Regions from separate parts of the Drosophila melanogaster genome. Here region 1 is linked to region 2. The links are chromatin contacts, called in public Hi-C maps. All regions are on one chromosome and are shown on one strand. The core of a region is the stretch at or near the end of the contact, and the rest is flanking DNA. Distances in the headings are between cores, read along the strand shown.

Evidence for each region. A called contact is a pair of places that touch in the nucleus more often than the background predicts.
Region 1: a contact with region 2 is called in a Hi-C map of the OSC cell line, with 2.9 times the contacts expected there. A contact is called at or near these places in 6 of 107 Hi-C or Micro-C datasets (the D17-c3 cell line, the OSC cell line, the S2 cell line and 2 more) and 1 of 7 datasets of targeted methods (the S2 cell line).

What each region holds. Positions count from the first base shown.
Region 1 is chr3L:21,474,061-21,477,887 of dm6, forward strand. It overlaps croc (crocodile), which reads right to left and starts at 2,419. Exons shown (of 1, transcript NM_079478.4): 1 at 73-2,419. The coding sequence starts at 2,134. The coding sequence ends at 608.
Region 2 is chr3L:21,380,884-21,384,690 of dm6, forward strand. rgn (regeneration) reads left to right here and starts at 1,618. Exons shown (of 7, transcript NM_141055.4): 1 at 1,618-2,201.

The sequences.
Region 1 (3,827 bases), core at 1,169-3,668, 94 kb after region 2:
AAATGCTCAATGGCCAGATGGAATAGCGAAAGTCGCTCCGAATATGAAGGGGCCAAATAAAACACACGATTTGAGATATTTTAACATATTTTCAATACACTTTTTGTTCGGCTCATATTGGTGGTACGCTAGTTTTGATAGTTATGTTATAGCTACGATTTAGTTGTATAATTTATTATTGCTTACGTGGGCTAGGCTAGTGTACTAGGCGATGATAGATCGATCCGATGCGGTAGTTTTAGTTATTGACAAAATGCTCTAATTTAAGTTTATGTTCTGTGTAGCAAAACCCCATCACAAATTGCGTAGCAGACAATTGGGACTATGCCTAAATTCGATAACAATTACGAGCTACAATTACAAATACAGTTAATACAATACAATACGTTAATGCGGTTGCTTAACAGCTATGTCCCCCATTATTTCGTATACGGATAAATCGAAAACAAGTTGGAAACAAAAAGATCTGAGATAGCAGACTCTGGACCCCGAGGGATCACCACCCCCAGGCTGTGTAGACTCGTTCTTGGGTATATTATATGGTGTATGTATTTACAGGAATATACAAGAGAGCCCAGCCCAGTCGCCGAGAATCCAGCCCACAGGCTTACACCCCGTACTTGATGCCGTACTCCTGGTAGTGGCCCACATGCGGTCGGTAGTGGCTCAGATTGCTCAGCTGACCCAGCTGGCCCAGGTTCCCGCTAAGCGCCGCATGGTGATGATGGTGGTGGTGGTGGCTACTGATCACCGCCGCCGCTGCTGCCGCTGATGCCGCTGCCACGGATGCGGAGGCAGGTGGACTGGCGGATTGTAGGCTGCCGGTGGGACTACCGGTGTCCAGTTGGCAGGATTGGTTCTGCTCGAAGATCATGTCGCGGAAACCCAGTGCCGATGTGGGACTGCTGGTCAGCACGCTGGAGGATCCTCCACCGCCACCGCCGCCGCCTCCGCCACCGTTGCCCACTCCATTGTGGTTGAGTACGCTGCTGCTGTTGTTGTTATTATGTCCCGGGTGGGTGGGTGTGCCCTGCTGCCCATTGTGAGGAACGGGTTCCGATGGTGGCGTTTCCGGGGTATACCAACCCCCGTGCGCGGGACCATGCGGAGTTGAGATCGTGGTGGGCGAGTGTCCGGACGATTGGCCTCCCGCTCCTTGGCCGCCGGGGGTCAGAGGATGGGCCACGTGCGCCACATGACGCTGCAGTTGCTGGGCATGATGGGCCGCCGCAGCGTGGTGGACATGATGCATCTGACTGCTGGCCACCGTGGCCAAGTTGTCCTCGTTCAAGTGGTAGGGATAGGCGCTGTGATGGATCCGCGGGTTGTACACATTCATGAGTGAGTCCACGGTGAAGCCGGGATGCTCCACTCCGCCGCCAGCCAAGTGGTTCATTTGGGCCAAGCTGTCGTGGCAGGAGTTGAGCATTGCGGCATGGGAGACCTCCTTGCCACTTAGACAACCCAAGTCCATTAGGGGCTCCTTTTTGAAGTGGGCAGCATGGGCGGCCATGTGCTTGGCCTCCAGTATGCCGTTGGTCATCAGCTTGAGGGGCTTCATCTCGGCCAGCTTCTCGTTCATCATGGCCTGCCGCTTGATGGCCTCCTCCTTCTCCCGCATCACATCCTTCTTCTTGAAGCGGCGACGCCGGCGAAGGAAGGAGCCGTTGTCGAACATGTTGTAGGAGTCCGGATCCAGAGTCCAGTAGGAGCCCTTGCCGGGCTTCTTGTCATCGCGGGCCACCTTCACGAAGCACTCGTTGAGGCTAAGATTGTGCCGAATGGAGTTCTGCCAGCCCTGCTTGTTGTCGCGATAGTAGGGAAATCGCTCCATGATGTACTGATAGATCCCGTTCAGGGTCACCTTCTTGTCCGCCGCATTCTGGATGGCCATGGCTATCAGGGCGATGTACGAGTAAGGTGGCTTTACAATCTCCTTGTTCTGGTGCGGGGCACCCAGGCCGTAGGCGCTGGCCGAGTACGGATAGCGGGAGTACTGGTCGTATGCGTAATGTGCCGCTGCTGCAGCGGAGGCGCTGCTGGCCGCCGCCACCGCGGATGCGGATCCGTAACCGGCTGCGGTCTGGGCATAGTGGCGCGTAAAGGAGTTCTGGTCGCTGAATAACGTATGCATGGCGGCGATTCCGGCGGATTTCTGATCGATTTTCCACTGCCGCCTTCTGGTATTTTCGTACTCTCTTGCTTTTGTCTTGCTTTCTTTCTCGAACTTAATCACTTCACCACTGGCTGCTTCTTATTATTTCTAGCGATAATATTTGCTTAAACAAGTCGCTCACATAAGTGCAGATATATAAATCTATATATATATATATATATATATGCATCTATTTGTAGTACAGGGGAAATGGGAGCGCAGAGCGAGCGCAGAACCGTTCGGTATAGTAACACGTCTGATACTGAATCTGTGTAACTGAAATAACACACAGCTCGCATCGAGCAGAAGCGTTTGCGTCGGCAGAGCGTCGCCCGCACCAGAAAGTATCTCGATCCGCTGCCGCACAGTATCTGTGTGTACCCGCACAATGTATCCGTATCTGCATGTGTATCTGCAGCCAACCAACGATGGCTGCCACTCGCAGTCAGTAAGTGAAGTGGGCCCGCAAACACAGCTGCGTCGAAAGTATCTGTGTGTGGCCAAGAGAAAGAGAGAGAGAGAGAGAGAGAGAGAGAGAGAGCGGACGCCATTCATGCTTTCTTTTTTGTATAGGAAAAAATAGTTAGCTAGCTACGGTGTGTGTCCTGTGGGCACTCCTCCCCTACCCGTCGCTTTTCCAAGCCCTTGTTTTTGTTGTTTAAACTAATGCTTAAAATACGGCCTATCGCCCTCTCTCTCTCTCCCTCTCTCTCTCTCACTTCCGCTCTCGCTCGCTCCCTCTATCTCGCATTCATGATATACTAGATACAATGGTAGTAAGAGCGAGCGAGAACCACATCAACTATGAGAGGCACCTGGGAAAGCCAACAGCACAGGCACAAGTGGGTGGAGGTGGTGGTGAACCAGGGGCTGCAAACGAGCCAACCACCCACTTAACTCACCCTTCCAATGACTTCGGCATAAATTAGTGATAAAGTTCTTTCGATCTCAGCTTAAAGTTGTTCGTCTTCTCGGGAGAGGCAGAGACCAAAAAGTTGCCTGCTAATTTGCAGTTTGATGGGTTTTCGCCAAGATGTTCAAGTTAAGGGCCACGTTTGAAGGTTGTTTTCGTTGAGGGCAAGGCATTAAGTTTTTAGCAACTCCCTTTTTCGGGCGCTTGAATTGACAATGGTTTTTTTGGTGTGCAAAGGGCAGGAATTTTTCAGGCTTATTTAAGGTAAGAATTTCAAGAATACTCAGGATATTAGACAAACATGTTTTCCACAGTTTTTCAAGAACTATTGTATCACCCTATATATAGGATCCTTATATAATAAAGATTCATTAAATTGTTGTTCATGTTAAAATGTCCTAAAAAAGAAAACCGAAATTTTTCTAATATCTAAAATGTATCTAATATCAAAAAGAATGAATATATATATGTAGAAAACTTTTCCCTTCTGCAATATTATTATGAAGCGAGTTATTTATTTAAAAATTGCTCTATTGGCGTGATTAGTTTAAATCAGAGATAATAATAATTGAACAGTTAATACAAGTAGAGTTTTGTACCATAAATTTATAACATATTAAAATTGCACTTGTTTTTATGTTATCTCCTATCCGCCTTTTGACTTGATACTCATTCACTCCACATTTCCAAACATCGAAAGGGTTACTAACCAATTTACAAGCCAAATAACGATAGAGTCAAACATAAAAAGTCCTTCGG
Region 2 (3,807 bases), core at 368-2,867:
TGCCTGCCTTGAATATAGAAATAACTTATCATTTTATAAATACATGTTTACTTTTACAAGATAAGGAAATAAAACAACGAAGCTTATAAGTAAGTACTCAAGGTTTTTTTCTATTCTAACATTAGTATTATTATTCTATAAGAGTATATCAGACTCGGTCAAGAGAATCACCCCTCTTGTCGTTTTAAATGGGTCAGGCGCGCACAAGCAATGAAAATGTTAATGCTGCTCCTTGAATACATTAGTGGTTGTTGTTGTTTCTGCGACTAAGGTTGCACTTGTTGATGTTGCGCTGTTTATGTTGCTCTTCTTGCTCAACCACGAACGGAACAAGTTGCTGCAGTTTGAGAGCTTTTTAGAAACACATTGTTGAAGTCCTACGAATAATTGATTGAACTATCAAATTACAGTGTACAAAAATTAACGAATTTGTTTTTCTTTTAATTCTTCTAGAACTGTTCTTTATCGCTATGCAAATTTCAAAAGACCATTGCATGATTCATTGGCGCTGATCAACGTAATTGTTTATAAATACAGCCGGCAGCGGCAGACAGATGGCGTCATTCGTTTGCATTGAATGTGGTCAGGAATTTTAGTATTTTTTCCTCAGACCATTTGCAGGTTGACTGAGCCGCAGAAGTAAACAGAAAATCTGCTGGCAACACTTTCTTTGTTGGGCAACAAAAAAAGAATTCGGTTTATTGCTCGGCTATTAGAAACATTCAGTTTTAGTTATAAAGAACGAGAGGAGACAAGACGCACCCGTTTCGCCCATAAATTAACTGGGCCAAGCACTCTGATCTCATGCAAAAACTCGAGTCGAATCGGCGCCCATAAATTTAAATGTCTTTATAAATAAGCATGGCGAGAGGCAGCCAAAACAAAAAGGAAATCCAAAGCGAAACTAAAATAAACCCAACCGTATGAATTATAAATCACGCATCGCCAATTAAAAGAAGCCTGGCATTTGAAAAACAACTCAAAGTAGCGGATCACACTTCAAACGAATAAAAGCGCGAAAAAGAGCGAAAACTTCGCTCCGCAACATGTTGCTAGAGTGGGGAGCCGTTGTAAGCAAAACATGTGGAGCCAAACCGGCAATTTCGCAAAAGAGCACACTTGTACTCTTTCAGTTTCAGCTTTAGAGCTTGAAGCTCTCTTTGAACACCAAAAATTTGCGGGGAGTATCAATGGAATCTATGGGAATTATATCCCTTTTTTTTATAAATCATCTGCATATGCCATTAATTATGAAGGATTTAATGAAATAATGTTTATTTATGTATATATATATATATATTATCCCATTTTTTTGATTCAAAATATTTTTAATGAAATGTCTGCTGGTAACGGAATCTGAACTAAATAAAATGTAGCATAAACTATGACTAGAAAGTTATATAATCCGTCTGTCTTTTTACTTGTAAGCATTATTATTTATGGCCACTTTAAGACCACCTCCCATATGGAAGTGTTTTTCCAGTGTACCTCTCTATCGCTCTCTCTCTCTTTCTCTTCTTCCTCTTCTTCTCTTGTCGACAACAGCATCACAACACCAACGCTGGCAAGCCGGCAGCGGCAGCTGAGCAGCGAGCTTTGAGTTTGCTTTCGCGATAGCCAGTCGCAATTTTCCGTTCGTGGTGAACACACGCGTTTTGCAGCGCAAAGCCGGTACTCGAATTTTAAATATCTTGGCCGTTAGAAGTAGTTGGCCGAAGGCGAGAACTAACCATCTGAGACTAAAAAACCGAGCGACAACAACACGTGCCACTAACAATTAGCTGAAAAGTGATCCGTCGCTTGTTGGCTTCTTTTGGCAAGTTTGTTTTTTGCCAGAGGTGGATATTTCGGTCGTGCCGGTTAGATTGGTCCGACACCTTTAACGATTTCATATATACGATATAGATATTATAATATTCCTATTTCTCCTCCGCAACCGAATCCGTGTGATTAGTACCCCCCACCGAAATCGCGCTAATTGGCTTGATTTTGGGTCCAAAATTAAATATCAAGTTTCAATATTTACCGTGTGTTCGCGAAATCGGACAGTCTGTCAACTGCGGAAACCGAAAGAAATCTATATACAAGCATATATACATATATATTTTGGGCATCGGGCCAACATCGGTGGTGAAGTGAGCTTGGAAAGCAGGGAGTTCTGCCTATTTGCATTTCAAATTGCTAGCGAACATCTAAGAACGGTAAGTGGCGGCTCCCCGCCAAAAAAAAATCAGAGACCAAAAATGGCACTGGCTAAGTGAAAATCAAACAAGAAGTGGTACAATTAACTCGGACGCTTTTCGATTCGATTTCTGGATATTTCGGGCGCATATTTGCATAACCCGATGCGAATATACCCACATACATATACATATACATATACGTATATATTTTTAAGCTTGCCCATTTCCTTTCGGCTGCATAAATTATCCCACTTTTCTATTCTATTCGCTCGCAATTCTAATTAAGTGCCGAGACCTGCCCCAATGATGTTGCCACTCCCACGACCCTTAGCTGACCTCAACCCCCTCGATTGCTACACGGAGAAAAGCTTATAATAGTGTGTTCAGTATTTCATATCAGTTCGAGTTTTTGTTTAAAAATTATCAGTGCAAACGAATGTTATCAATCATTCAGAGCTAATGTAATTTCCGAATTAACACTTGGCAACATGAAATATTTAAATAACTATATTATTTAGTCAATAAAGGTGGATTGCTTAAGAGTTTCTAGTTTTGCAAAACCAAGCAATTACAAAAAATACATTCATTAGTTTTAGAATAATATTATGACTTAACTTTAATAATTTCTGCACCTAGTTTATTTGATAAGATGTATTTCATGTTTATTGAATCAAAATGAGTTATTTTATAGCAAATTCTGATAATTTTATATAAAACTTTGTTTATTACGCTTGTATACTTGTGTATAAATTTTGATATGCTAAAAATTCTTTCACCGGCACAATGAGGCGTCACCATGATAAGCCGAAGATAGTGGCTAATTTGCTAGATTACAGAACTTCATTGATTTTCTTTCGCCGTGCATTTGGTTGGCACTCGACGGCTTTTGACTGCCCTTTTTGCTATCCGTGCTCTTGTAGAAATTGTTAACAAAACTGTAGATTTATGCAGTAGATTAGCTCGTCAACGGCAAGTGAAGGCCGAAGGATATGCTCAGTCCCCCGAATCCGCTTATTAATGAGCTGTCACAGGGCAATGGGATCAGGGATTTGGGAACTGGTCAACGGGCAGCGGGAATTGGACTCCACTGGTGGTCAAGATGGACTGGGTCATCAATTAATGTTAACGTGGCGATGTCGTCAGAGCTGCTCGCTCGCTAATGTCCTTGCCACACTTTTGTCAATCACAAGCATTTTTTCCTCGCCTCTTTGCAATTTGTATTATTTTTGCCAGCCGTGCGAATGCATTTCATATTCATAAGCTGTCGGATCCATTGAGCGAGTGAGTGAGTGTGACTAAGCCGACAACTTCCACAAGCCACAAGAAATAATAATCGTTAAATCGATTTGCTGTATTTTTCGGGGGGAGCAGCAGTTGGGGTACGTGACCAATGGTGACCTTCAACGGAGCAGCCTGCTCCTGGGAGATTTAAGCCAAATGCACGAATCGCTTTTCGAGGGTCATAAATAAAAAAGCCATCCCCTCTCAGTTTCTCAGTGCCACTCAGGTGCTCGACATGCCGCATATTTTTAGAAGTTTAGCGGAACCCACTAAAAATACATTGCTTTCTTCAGAAGAAAAAACGCCAAAAAAAAAAAAACGACAAAAACGTCGAAAAAAAGGG